3 separate regions of the Mus musculus genome follow, and all the other regions are linked to region 1. A link is a contact called in public Hi-C and HiChIP or PLAC-seq data. All regions are on one chromosome and are shown on one strand. Each heading gives the region's core, a stretch centred on a gene start, on an enhancer-like site or on the middle of the called end of the contact. The rest is flanking DNA. Distances are from core to core; before and after follow the strand shown.

Evidence for each region. A called contact is a pair of places that touch in the nucleus more often than the background predicts. HiChIP or PLAC-seq counts read pairs in DNA pulled down with a chosen protein or histone mark.
Region 2: a contact with region 1 is called in an H3K4me3 HiChIP or PLAC-seq map of embryonic stem cells, with 3 times the contacts expected there. The contact joins two enhancer-like sites. A contact is called at or near these places in 1 of 39 promoter capture datasets (hippocampal neurons) and 3 of 115 datasets of contacts at active chromatin or transcription factors (embryonic stem cells, microglia and pancreatic cancer cells).
Region 3: a Hi-C map of the N1E-115 cell line shows a contact between it and region 1, with 4 times the contacts expected there. The contact joins two enhancer-like sites. A contact is called at or near these places in 9 of 484 Hi-C or Micro-C datasets (the C2C12 cell line, the G1E-ER4 cell line, the N1E-115 cell line and 3 more), 1 of 115 datasets of contacts at active chromatin or transcription factors (embryonic stem cells) and 1 of 9 other capture datasets (embryonic stem cells).

Annotation. Positions count from the first base shown.
Region 1 is chr11:19,827,348-19,831,482 of GRCm38.p6, reverse strand. No RefSeq gene overlaps it. Among named protein-coding and RNA genes, the nearest start is that of Gm39602, 87 kb to the right of the region's middle. Within about 2 kb of position 1,687, at least 77 of the 459 cell types and tissues checked have an H3K27ac peak or open chromatin away from gene starts, as enhancers often do. A contact at or near this core is called in the N1E-115 cell line and embryonic stem cells, where this site is marked.
Region 2 is chr11:20,547,900-20,552,034 of GRCm38.p6, reverse strand. It overlaps a transcript of Sertad2 not described here. Among named protein-coding and RNA genes, the nearest start is that of Gm32142, 72 kb to the right of the region's middle. Within about 2 kb of position 2,459, at least 8 of the 459 cell types and tissues checked have an H3K27ac peak or open chromatin away from gene starts, as enhancers often do. A contact at or near this core is called in embryonic stem cells, where this site is marked.
Region 3 is chr11:20,443,914-20,448,048 of GRCm38.p6, reverse strand. It overlaps the pseudogene Gm12034. Among named protein-coding and RNA genes, the nearest start is that of Gm39606, 7.1 kb to the left of the region's middle. Within about 2 kb of position 1,953, at least 35 of the 459 cell types and tissues checked have an H3K27ac peak or open chromatin away from gene starts, as enhancers often do. A contact at or near this core is called in the N1E-115 cell line, where this site is marked.

The DNA of each region.
Region 1 (4,135 bases), core at 438-2,937:
CTACAGAATTAATCTGTTACTTTTCTTATACTCTTTATAATAAAAGAAATCAATAAACACACTTATACAGGTTGGCCTTGTATTGCGTGTTTGTTATTCCAGGGCTTAGAGGGTAGGGGCAGGAGGATCAGGGGTTCCAGGCTTTGATACGTAATGAGTTCGAGGTCATCCTGAGCTAGGTGAGACTGTCTCAAAAGCTAAAATCAAGGGCTGGAGAAATGGCTCAGTGGTTAAAGACCCGAGTTCAAATTCTAGCACCCACATGACAGCTTATAAGTGTCTGTAACTCCAAGATCTGACACCCTCAGACAGACATACATGGAGGGAAAACACCAACACACATAAAATAAAGATAAATAAAAAAATTTAAAAAGAGGAAAAAAAAAATTAAATCAAGCATTACCACCACTACCAACCCCTCCCCCAACCCCCACAACAGAAAACCAAGACGGCAAAGATCTGAAAGTCTTTTCATGTTTGCCAAATTTCTATTGTGTTAAAACAAGTTGCCAAAGATTCCAGGGTTCTCCAGAATTTCTGTTCACCAGAGTTCCGAAAATACTGGATTATTAGTTTGAGCTCAGCTACTTCGCCTGTTTGGTAGCCAGCGCTATAAGCAGAGGCACAAACAGGCGCGCTGGCTCCCTCTCGTGGACAGCATGGAGAAGACACGAGAAGAAAAGGGTGTAGAATCCCAAAGCAGTGTTTCACTGAAATAGACCCAAGCGATGTGGTCTGTAAACCAGCGTCTGAGGAAGTGTTGCATTTTGCTGGATAAGGTAAAAAGGACGGTCCACTGGAGGGGGGTTGTAAGACTTATAAACGGAATGTGCAGGTAGTGAACCAACAAGCGTCAGCCACTTGTTCAGCTCAACCGCAGTAAATGTTCCTGTGAGGGGAAATTCCCAAAACCAAACCCCATAGGGATCTTTCTCCTCCCTCTGTCGTCTCACAATTGGGAGACGCAAAGGGGATGCCAGAGTTCCCTCCGACCAGGGATCCCCAGTATAGCTTGGTCCCACCTTAGCATCATGGGGCTGCCTGGGCAGGAGCATGGGACCCCATGTCTCTAGCTCATTTCCTGTCAGGTGTTCTACTTAAGCCATCCAGCAGCCCTAGAGGGCTTCCAGGCCTCTCTGCCAAATCGAAGAGACTGTGTGCTCAGGGAGATTGGTTGAGGTCTCAGGCTTTTTCTCTCAAAAGGCCCGTGGGGGCGTGAGGTGGGGGAGGTGTTCTTGCTCACCTGTCTGACATTCTCTTTTGTGGTCTCTAGGTTGTTTTTGTCTTAGTTTTCTTTCAATACTTGGCCTCTTGTAGTCCAGGGTAGTCTCAACCTAGGTAGGCAGTAGAAGATGCCCCTCCCTCCTTCCTGCCTGCCTGCTGGGGTTACAGGTTCCTGCTCTTTTGTTTAGATGGTAAAGAGGCAGAAATATTTCTAAGTACTAGGACAGCTCATGATAGTGGCACTCACGAGTACCCAAGATCCATCTGCCTCCCGACTTAGTGTGGAGGTCACTTACTCCAGAAAGACCCCCGTTGAGTCCCCCAGGCACCATGAGGCAATTCTGTCATGATTCTGTGGGAGAGGAGGCATTCTAGAGGAAGTGATAATGTGAACAAGCTGAGCTCTCTGGTTAGCTGCCGGCAGCTGCCTGTGAGGATGATCTGTCCTCTCAGCTCCCTGCTGAGACAGGGCCCTGCCTCCCTGCTTTGGGTGTGTCAGCCCAGAATGCCTTCCAGGGGCTGTAGGGGCCTTCCCCAGCTTCTCCCTGCCTAAATGCCACTGCGGTGCTGTGCCTGCAAGCCTCCAGCTGAGGAACGAGCTCCTTTGGGGTGGGTGGATGCCAGGGCTGGATCATGTGCAGGCAGGCAGAGAGGCGCATGGATGCAGGAGAGAAGGAGGTGGCTGATAATGGGCAGTGGGCAGGGGAATGGGGAATGAGGAGGTGTGGGAGAGGCCTGATGACCCGCAGTCAGGTTTAGCCAGGTGGAGGAAGAGGGCCTGCTGGGGAAGGACTTTGAAGGAGTAGATACCTGGAGGTCAACTCTGCAGCCTAGCCTGCGGCCACTTGGAGTCACTTCTTACCACTTCATTGGCTGACCAGAGCTCCAGGCCTCCAGGCAGCAGCTGTGTCGTGGGTCCCCTGCTTGACCCTAGGGTTTCAGGGAAAGCTTCCCATAATGAAATTCTGGGCTGAGTTTCAAGAATGAGAAAGGATGTTCCAGGGAAATAGAGCACCCTACTTAGATGTGGGCAGGAAGGACCCTGCCTGTGTGCTAGGCTGCGGAGGGCATGCCACGCCTCTGGGATGTGAAGTCTGCAGAACTGTGAGTGGGCACATTCCAGCCCAGCTACCCGTCGGGGAGCCCTGGAAGCTTGAGGGTTGGTGCTTGGAGTGAGGAAGGACAATAGTCGCAAATGTCACGTGGTCATCGAAGAGGCCCAGAGTGTCCAGAGCCCTGCAGTTCCTAACATTACAAGGGACATCCTGTGCCAGCAATTTCAGTGGATAGTGAGGCAGGCCCCCAGGGGTCAGTGGAGACAGGAGGTCAGAAGGAGGAAGCAGAGAGCAAAGACAACCAAGACGAGATCAACTCTCAACAATGGGCTAACAGGATTAAAACAAAACAAAACAAAACAAAACAAAACAAAACAAAACAAAACAAAACAAAACAAAACAAAACACCAGAAACAAAACAAACAAAACCTCAGTGGAGAAGGAGGACCAGAGGCAGAGGGGGCTGTGTCAGCTCTCTGATGTATTTAATGGAATTATGAAGTGTATGTGTTTAAAGAAAGCAAATGATGTAGTAAGTGATGTTCAGATGAAAACCAAACTTTAGAGCAAAGTGGGAAGTCAGGAAGAGGGCCAATGGTGGTCACAGCCAGCCAAGGCCCACTACTCTAGGGTCAGAGAGGATGTGGAGTGACAAGGCAGGCAGGCTCCCTGTCCATTTCCTGGTGGGACTAGAGGTAAGGGCAGAGAGCGAGGATGATGGAGGTAAGGAAGGAGAGAGGTCAGTGGGCAAGAGGGTCCACCAGCTCATGATGCCAGTGGCGGAGAAGTTCACTAGGTGGTACAGGTCTGGGCGAGGCCAGAAATGTGCGGTGCGGGGTGTGGTAGAAAGCCCTGGTGAGAGGGAACTGTGAGCCCAAGGCTTCATGTTCTCCATATATGGGAGTCAGGAGACGCCGGTCAATATGAAGTTCAAAAGGAACTTTGGCCACGGCGCTGTCAGGGGTGTCAAAGACAGTGCCGAGGAAGGAAGATTGATGTCCTAGGAGCAGCAACTGGGAACAGGAAGCAGTCGCTGCTATTTCCTGCCCTGGGCCCCAGGAGTGTGGGAGAGTGAGGAGCCTTCCCCTTGGGAAACAGGGTGGGTATGGGAAGGAGATTGTCTTCATGGGAACAAGGTCTTAAGAATGTTCTGGGTGGGGAAGGATGGAGAAAGTGGGATGAGTGTGGCTTGGCGTCCGGGTAGGGGCGGCTCGGCGTAGTGCGTGGGGGTGGGGGAGTGCGTGGGAGTGGGGGAGCCGCTGGGGATGGGCGAGTAGTGGGGGTAGGGATCTGCTGGGGATGGGAGAGCTACTGGGGGTGGGGGAGCAGTTGAGGGGCGGGGGAGCGGCTGTGGGGGGTGCATAAACGAGGAGATGGGCGAGAGATAAAGTGTTGGAACCTGGCTGGCGGACTGGCCTGCATGTTCCTGCCTTCACGGGCTTGAGTTTTGTTGAGAATCTGACTAAAGTCCCAGCCAAGTGTAGGCAGGGTGTGAAGAGATAATTGGTTGGGCATGGCCAGGTATCATAGCGACAAACCCAAGCCTGTGGGCCATTATGGCTTCTTACTGGGAATACTTAAGTCCCTTCCAGACGAGATTCTGGCTTGCTCTTGAACGCCCTGTCCTAGAGAAGCCTTTGCTAACAAGCTGTGAGTGAATCTGGAATGGCGGCGGTCAGAGAGCCAGGAGTTTCACAGGCCGAATACAACAATGACCTCTATTGGATGCCGTGTGGATGCGTTCATGTGTGTTTGCACGTGTGTGATGTGCTTGTGACATGTATGTGGAGGCTAGTGCTCGTCCTCAAGCGACGTTTGCCTCATTTTTGCTGCGGACTTGTTTCCACTAGGCCTGG
Region 2 (4,135 bases), core at 1,210-3,709, 720 kb before region 1:
AGACTGTTTTCTAAGTCAGAGCCAGGCAGTCTTGCTGGTGCACATCTGTGATTCCTGCATTCACTGAGAGGGTTGACACAGGAGTCCCAGGTCAGCCTGACTAAAAGCAAGTTCAAGGCCAGCCTGGGCAACATAATGTGTTTGAGATCCAGTCTCAAAAGGAAGACCTATTTATTTTATTTAATGGGACTAAGGACTTCTGACTTGTGATGTCTGAATAATGTCAAGAAGTTTGAGAAATCAGTAAATATTCCTACCAAGTCAAAGACTGTGGTCCTTGGGATTTTTTTTTTTTTCCTCACAAGATTTTTATGGACATAGTACTTTGAAATACATATTTGGGTCTGGAGGTATAGCTCGGTGGTAGGGCATCTGCTGTTTATGCTTATGGGCTGGTTTTCAGCATCACAAAGAAAGAAAAAAGCATTCACTTTTATGTTCTGATTTTTCTAGGTAAAAAAAATCCAAACAACAGTTAACCCAAAGGGGACATTTCATTTGAATTAAAGCCAATGAAGACAGTAATGCCGATATGACTTCAACAGGGACATTAATCATGCAACAACGTGAGTCTGGAAAACTTCACTGTGGCTGAGGTCTGATGTCCCAACACCATTTCAAGAGTTTAAAAACAAAACAAAAGGAGCTGTTGCTTCCCGTGCTGTGACTTTCTCAGGAAAGTCGCCCTCAATGTGGTTGGGACAGTCACCACTTAGAAAAGAAAGCTCCTTATAAATTCAGCAATCACTTGGCATGGAGCAAAACAAAGTCCATGTCTGAGACACTTTACAGTGACATCAACAGAGGGGGAAAAAAAAGGCTGTACCACACACACACCCCCCAAAAATATTCAGTAAATAATAAAGATGTTAATATTTTTTCTGTTGCCGTCTCTCTCGAGTACTTTGAGCCATGTCTTAGGTTTACAGTGTGGTCTTTAAACTTTAGGTAAACTGCAGGTGAGATGATCAATGCTTATCTTTCTATAAAACAAAGAAAATCTTTCTATAGAAAAGGCTTCTCCATTGGTCCAATATAGCAGTCTAAAATAAGAGAAAGCTTTATCTCTACATGGTCTACATCGGCAAACGCACAGAGCGCTGAAGGAAAAATTAATATGGTCAAGAAAAAAACTCAGAAAGATGTCACAAGCACATGCATATGCACACATGCACATGTATGTACACGCACACACATGCACACACACACAAATGAGTGTAATCATTCAGAAATAGTAAGAAAATTGAAAACAACTTTTCAACAAAGACTTGTGGGAAACCATACTTAAAAGGTGGGATATTTTGATTATTTGATATATTAAAAGTAAGCATTCAGTGTTAAAGGCTTACTCACACTATCACACAAATCATCCTAAAAAAATTCAAAAGCAGGGAATGAATCAAGCTGCTGTTTCAGTTCAGTGGCGACTGAACAAACAGGTAAGTCGTTGGGTGTTTTGTTTTGTTTTTTAAGTTGATTCCTGGGAGCAGGCTGGAGAGACGGCTCAACAGTTCAGAACAAATAAGTTCCCAGTACCGTGTCAATCAGTTCCTAACCACCTGAACTCCAGCTCCAGGCTTCTAGCCTCCGTGCACACACCTAAAGTAACACACATGGTAATTAAAAATAAATCCTAAAACAAAAAGAGTTGCTTCTTTTGTGGGGGGTGGGGGCTGTAGTTCAGTGGCAGCGCCTGTGTTGAGCATGCGCAGAGTACATAGTTCAGTCCCAGCAGTCAGAAAAGCATTTATGCATAAAAAAACTCACACTCGAGAGATCAGTACTCTCTATCTTCAAAACTGATTAGACATTTCTGTGTAGGATTCATTTGTTTAAATAGGTCCTATTATGAGGCCACCAACATTTCAGGTTCGCATTGAAAGTTGAACATTATCATAAGGCTGCCATAATTGCTAATAATTAAAGAAAGAGTAAGGCTGAATTCTAACAAATTTATATAACAGGCAAACTCTGAGCCTATTTTTTGGGACAGACTCTCTTGAGGCCCAGACCGACCTTGAACACACCAGGTAACTGAACTTTTCATCCTCCTCCCTCCCCTTGCCAAGGCTAGGTCTGAAGACACATGCCACCACACCTAGCCACCTTCTAATGTATTTATTTTATTTGTTTCTTTGTTTGACCTGTGTAGCCCTGGCTGTCCTAGAACTCTCTCTGTAGACCAGCCTGGCCTCAAACTCAGAGATCCACCTGCCTCTGGCCCCCAAGTGCCGGGTTTTACCTTCTAATTTTTAAAGGTTCTTAAATCCTATAGTCCTGCAATCCTAAGGTGGCAGGAGGATCAAGAGTTCAAGGCCAAACTGGATCACATGAGACACAGTCTTAAAGCAAAACACAAAGAAAACCAACAACAAAGACAATGGTGAAGGCTCACTGTTCATTTTTAGAGGCCATGAAGGGTGATCTTTAAAGTATAGCCTTTCAGTACACACCCTTGTCCATCTCCCTAAATAAAAGGAAGTAAATGGGATAAAGCCAATCCTTCAAGCCACGCTACTCTGAGTGAGTATATTCTACTGCATTCAGACACTACAACATGAATGACTACAAAAGAGGGTCCCAAAGCCAAGCTCCCTTTAAAAGGAAATAATGCATGAATTTTTCTTTGACTTTCTTTTTAAGTTTTTCTCTGCTTTTGTTTGTTTTGACAAGAAATCTTAAGCCTGGCTCTGTGTATGTGTGTTTGTGTGTATATAATTTATTTTTACTATATGTTTATTAATGTTTTTGCCTGAACGTATGTTTGTGTGAGAGTGTCAGATGCCCTGGAACCAGAGTTATAGACGGGAATGAGCTGCCATGTGAGTGTTGAGAACTGAACCTCAGCTACTCTGGAAGAGCAGTCAGTCCTCTTAACTGCTGAGCCATGTCTCCCCACCAAGCCTGGGTCTACTGTTACAGTTTGTTTGTTTGTTTGTTTTTCTTTTTTGGGTAAGGAGTGATATTAGGGATTGAATGGGGCTCAATACTTTTTTTTAAGATTTATTTTTTTATTTTATGTGACTGTTTTGCCTGCACATTTACCTGTGTGCTTGCATGAACAAAGGCAATTAGACGACGACTACGGATCCCTGAGAATTGAAGATATGGATGGTTGTGAGCCATCTTGTCAGTGCCAGGAATTGAACTCAGGTCCTGTAGAAGAGCAACTAGTGTTCTTAATCACTGAGCCATCTCTCCAACCCTTAAAAACATATTTTAAAGCCAGGCAGGATACCACACACCTTTAATCTCAGTACTTGAGAGGCAGAGACAGATGAATCTCTGAGTTTGATGCCAGCATGGTCTTCAGAAAGAAACCCCATCTCAAAAAGAAACAAAACATAACAAAACGATATTTCAAAGTCAGACACAGTGGCCCATGCTTGTAACCAGAGCATTTTAAAGGATAAAACAAGAAGAACTGCCATTAGCTCAAGATAGGTGTGGTCCACAGTGTAAGTACCAGGCCACCCAAGGCTACACAAAGAAGTAAAAGAAAAACTACACAAACAGCAAGACGTGGCCACTTGGCCATGATCCACACTCAGAAGGCCAAAGCAGGAGGCCACAGGTTTCAGCGCTGCCTGGCCCATGAGAACTGGTTCTGTCTATAAAGAAGGACATTTTCTAAAATTTGATTATTTTAGTCAATGAAAATGCTATATGGCCAACAAAACCACGTAGCATCATTTGATCAAACAAGGGATCGTATACACGGACTTAGCTGGTTACAGGAGCTACCTCGTGAGCTTAGACCTCAAGAAGGCTTTACGTTATAAAACTCAGCCACACTCCTGATTTTGTAAATGAAGATGCTTCTTTTAATTCATGCATTTTATAACTTCAGAGGGCTCAGTAACCAAGCTACATTGTACTGACAAGTAAAATAACCAGTTTCCGTAAACGATGCAGGCAGTGGCCCGTACAGTGTGTTTGTTTAAAAGTAACAGGGTTCCCAATTGTGTAACGTCTATGAAAATGTGGGAAAGTCTGAAAATCATCTCATTTACTGATTCCACATACCTACCACATACCTGCTGTAGCTACTTCAGCAGCAAATTATTATTACGACTGTTCAAGAGAAAGAGTTTTATTCCTGAATGGAAACAGAAGCAAAGCTTCAGTCCTTGAG
Region 3 (4,135 bases), core at 704-3,203, 620 kb before region 1:
GATGTCACAGGAAGATTGCATTCTTTCTGTTGGCTTACTCTGGTTCAGGGTCTCTTCTGTTCTTCTCCTTCCCCAACTGTGTTTTCCTCTTCCTCCTCCTGTCACCATGATGTTCTGTCTTATGACAAGCTAGAATCAGCAAAGCCAAGGACTATGGACTGAACCCTCTGAAACTGTGAGCCAAAATAAATGCTTTCTCCTTCATGGTGTTTGGTTTAGAGTGACAAACTAAAATGAACACAGCAAATTAGCTGGATCATACATACAAACAAAACTTGCCCAAAGGACTTATTCTCCTCATGTGCAGCAGCTGCTGCTCAAGACTCTGAAAGTATTCCCGCACTCACAGTGTACAAGGACCCGTCCTTGACCTGCACCCCCGAGTCTACTCCCTACCCTGCTATCTAGCACCCCGGCTATGTAGGCTACATTTCTCATGGTGGTTAAACTTCAGGGCAGGCTGGCTCTCAGCCCTTGGTCCTAAGTCTCCACTAATTGTACCCCTTTCCCATATAAAACAGCATTTCAGTTCTTATCCAGAAATAATACTGGGTGCCCTTTACAATCCACTTAATAGAAAAAGGGGCAAAGGTGTGTGAGGTCAAAACTATTTCATAAAAAGATGCACTTACTCTCTCCACTCTTGTGTTCCCCTTATGGGAAGAAAGCTAAGTGCTTTGGGAAATGCAGTCGATATTACAGCAGACACAAATGCAGAAGCAAACAGGAGACTCCATCTGTCTTTCATTGAGCTAAACAGTAAAAACAAACAAACAAACAAATAAATGGCAGAAATGTAAAATAGTACCATACTTAACATTTTTTTTTGTTTCACAAACTATATTTTTCTAAATAAACCCACGTGTAGTGGTTTTATTATTATAAGAAGTAACCATCTTCTAGATTCTTAGTTTTCACTCCTAAATTGGTAAATGTTCAGAGGTACAACCCACATAGACAGAAAAATCCTCTTGGAGGTTCTTCTGGGTGATGTTTGAGTATAAGATAGTGGTTCTTAACCATGGGTCGTGACCCCCTGGGGGTCAAACTTTCATAGGAACTGCCTAAGACACAGATATTTACATTATGATTCATAACAGTAGAAAAATTACAGTTATGAAGTAGCAATAAAAACAATTTTATGGTTGGGGTCACCACAACGTGAGGAACTGTATTAAAGGGCCACAGTCTTTTTTTTTTTCTTGTTTTCAGGTTTATTGAAAATATGGCATAACAGATTAAACAGCTCCACGTGTTTTGAAATTCATGCCAACTGTAGGCTGAGTGACCTGAAGGTTAGAGAGACTGCCAAAGTCCAGAAGCTTCAGCATCTCCTTGGTGTCGGGATCCACCTCAATGATCTCCTGATCTAGGGCTGAGACCTCAGGAACGTAATTATCTCTCCTCTCTCTCTCTCCTTCCTGCAACTTAATAGAGATGCCTCTCACAGGACCTCTCTGAATCCGCTTCATCAGATGCGTGACGTATCCGGCTATCTCGTTCCGAAGCTTCTTGCTGGGGATAATGGCGATCTCCTCGCACACGCGCTTGTTGGTGTGGAAGTCATTACCCAGACGCGTGTAGTACTTCTCGATGATGATCCGGGCAGCCTTCTTCACGGTCTTGGTGCGAACGCGGAAAGGGCCACAGTCTTAGGAAGGCTGAGAACACTGGTATAAAGGGTTCCTGAGCAACGTTGTCTCATTTCCTCTGATCTCTACTGGCGAGGAACTCACTCACCTGTGAGAATGAGCTAGCTTCCACAGCTGGAAAAGCCAGCGTCCAGACCACAGCGCCTGCCCTCTGAGGACCTCTGGTTTTGAAGTTCTTGACAGGGCAGGCCTGCACACGAGGTAAGAGATGCCTGTAACTGCTATCTTCCAGCACACACTGAGGGGAGAGGAGGTACAGACATCTCCTCTCCCTCTTCCAGTGGCCGATCTCCAGGACCAGCCCTCATCTGCCCCCTGGTGGCAGGTAGCCCCCATACATGGGATCTCAAAATATATCGCTCTCTCTTTCCCCTGTTTTCTCCTCCCCATCTTTCCCTCTTTCCCCGCGCTGGTGAAAGTCCAGGGCTTTCAGCACACTAGGCAAATCCTCTGTCTCACTGTCACATGCCCCTAGTCTTTTTCCCCTCAAGTAGCTGGATGTTGATCGCACCCAGCCCGATGGCCTCTTCTAGGTGAGGGTGAATGATAATATTTTTCTGCATATTTATCTCTTCGTAGTTAATTACCGATCGTTCCTGGCTCTGAACCTGCCCTTTAGCTGGGTTAGGAGTCTTGCCTTTGACTAGGGCATGTGACAGTGAGACAGAGGGTTTGCCTAGTGTGCTGAAAGCCCTGGGTTCAGTCACCAGAGCAGGGAAAGGGAAAGATGGGGAGGAGAAAACAGGGGAAAGAGAAAGCGATATATTTTGAGATCCCTGTAACCCCCGAGCAGCAGGAGAGCTGTTAAAGCAGCGGCTCCAGCCTGAGGCCACCATAAGATACCACCACAGCTGTCAAAACGACAGCATCTGTCATAATGGTGGCACCTATCAAAGCAGTGTATCTCCTCAGCCTACAGCCTTTGTGAAATACCACCTCTGGAGCTGTCTACAGTGGCAACACCTTCTCTGCAGCCTCCCCAAGGAGGTTAGCAGTGATAGCACCTCAGCCAAATCGGCCTGTGGCCGGGAAGGACTTCCCATCCCCACCCATGAGCCTGATACAGGGAAAAGGGGGTCAAAAGAAAACCGCGGATCCCTGAGCTTTCCACAAAACCCACCAATCCCAAAGCTCAGCACTTGAAATCCAACCAGTTCTCGATCTGGAAATCTCTGCCCTGAAAAGCCCCGCCCCCTAAGAAATCCTGTGGCGAAAACGGTGCCTCCCCCCCCCCCCCCCCCCCGCCCTTCCATTAGGAAAGCCCTGCCCTTTGTTCAATTCCCTGCTGGACTCATCCCTCCATGCCCTGGACCCTGTAAGAAATCTTTTTTTTTTTTTTTTTTAATATGAGATTTGCTGCCTGATGGGACTCTCTCATCAGAAGAGTCCAAGAAGCAACAAAGATGGGAGGAACTGAAGAGGTGGAGCGGGGCTGAGGCTCCTGACTCCGGGCTCCTCAGCTCAGCTGGGGATACCCTCCCCGGACTGCGAGGCCTCTGCTGAGGAGGCCTCCCCTCAGAGCGGGGTGGTTCCTGGACTTCTGTGTTTCAGGGTGCCCTTCGAACTGAGCAAGAACACTTACAATTCCCAATTATATAAGCTGTGTTCTTTTCTTTATGCATATATCCTCAGGACAAAGTTTAATTTACAAATTAACAAGTTAAACACACTGAGTGGTTAGCAACCAGGGCTACTAAGAAAATCGAATGTGTAACAATGTGCTTCCGTGAAAGTAAGGTGTCCCTGGAAAGGGTCATGGTAAACATTTATGTTTGGGGCTCTTTGGTGATCTCCGCTGAGTGAAATGGAGAGCAGAGTATACCTTATGCGGTGCCTCTTGAGTGGGGTCCCGCCACAATCCTACTTCCTGCTAGTGGGCTCCATAGCGAGAACCCTGCTAGTGGGCTCTGACAGACAGAGAACCCTGGACATTGGTTATTTGAAGGATACAATATCTCAGAATTCCTCAGAGTAAGTCTGCTGGTTTACATGGGCTCAACAGAAAACAAGTGGCCCATAAACGGAGTCCTAGAAACTCCAAACAAGAATATCCTTAAACCAATCTCACTGTTGAAATGGGAAGGGAAGTTCAGAGGCAAAGCGAATCCCAGGCACTAGCCTGGGGGCTTTCCTACAAAGCTTACTAGAAGGAATCGCCCCTACCTTACAAGCAAACCCAGCTAAGACCTATGGTTTCCATGGTAACCCTCAAAGCATGACTTCCCTACAGATGTTCTTCCAGTGTCTCCTTTCACCTGTCACTTTCAGGCACAACTTAGACCTGAACTCTAAGCAAAAGCATTAGCTTCCCCTTTCAATCCGTGTTTTTAAGAAACTACAAACTGTCAGGTCCAAAGGAAACTCCGCTTCCCCACATTGTTCTGGCAGTTAGACAAAAGGTAGCATTCCTCGGGAACTGGTGCCCTTCTATGGAACCAAACTGAGCCATTTCCCTTATCACTGGCAGAAAGGACCGTGACTAC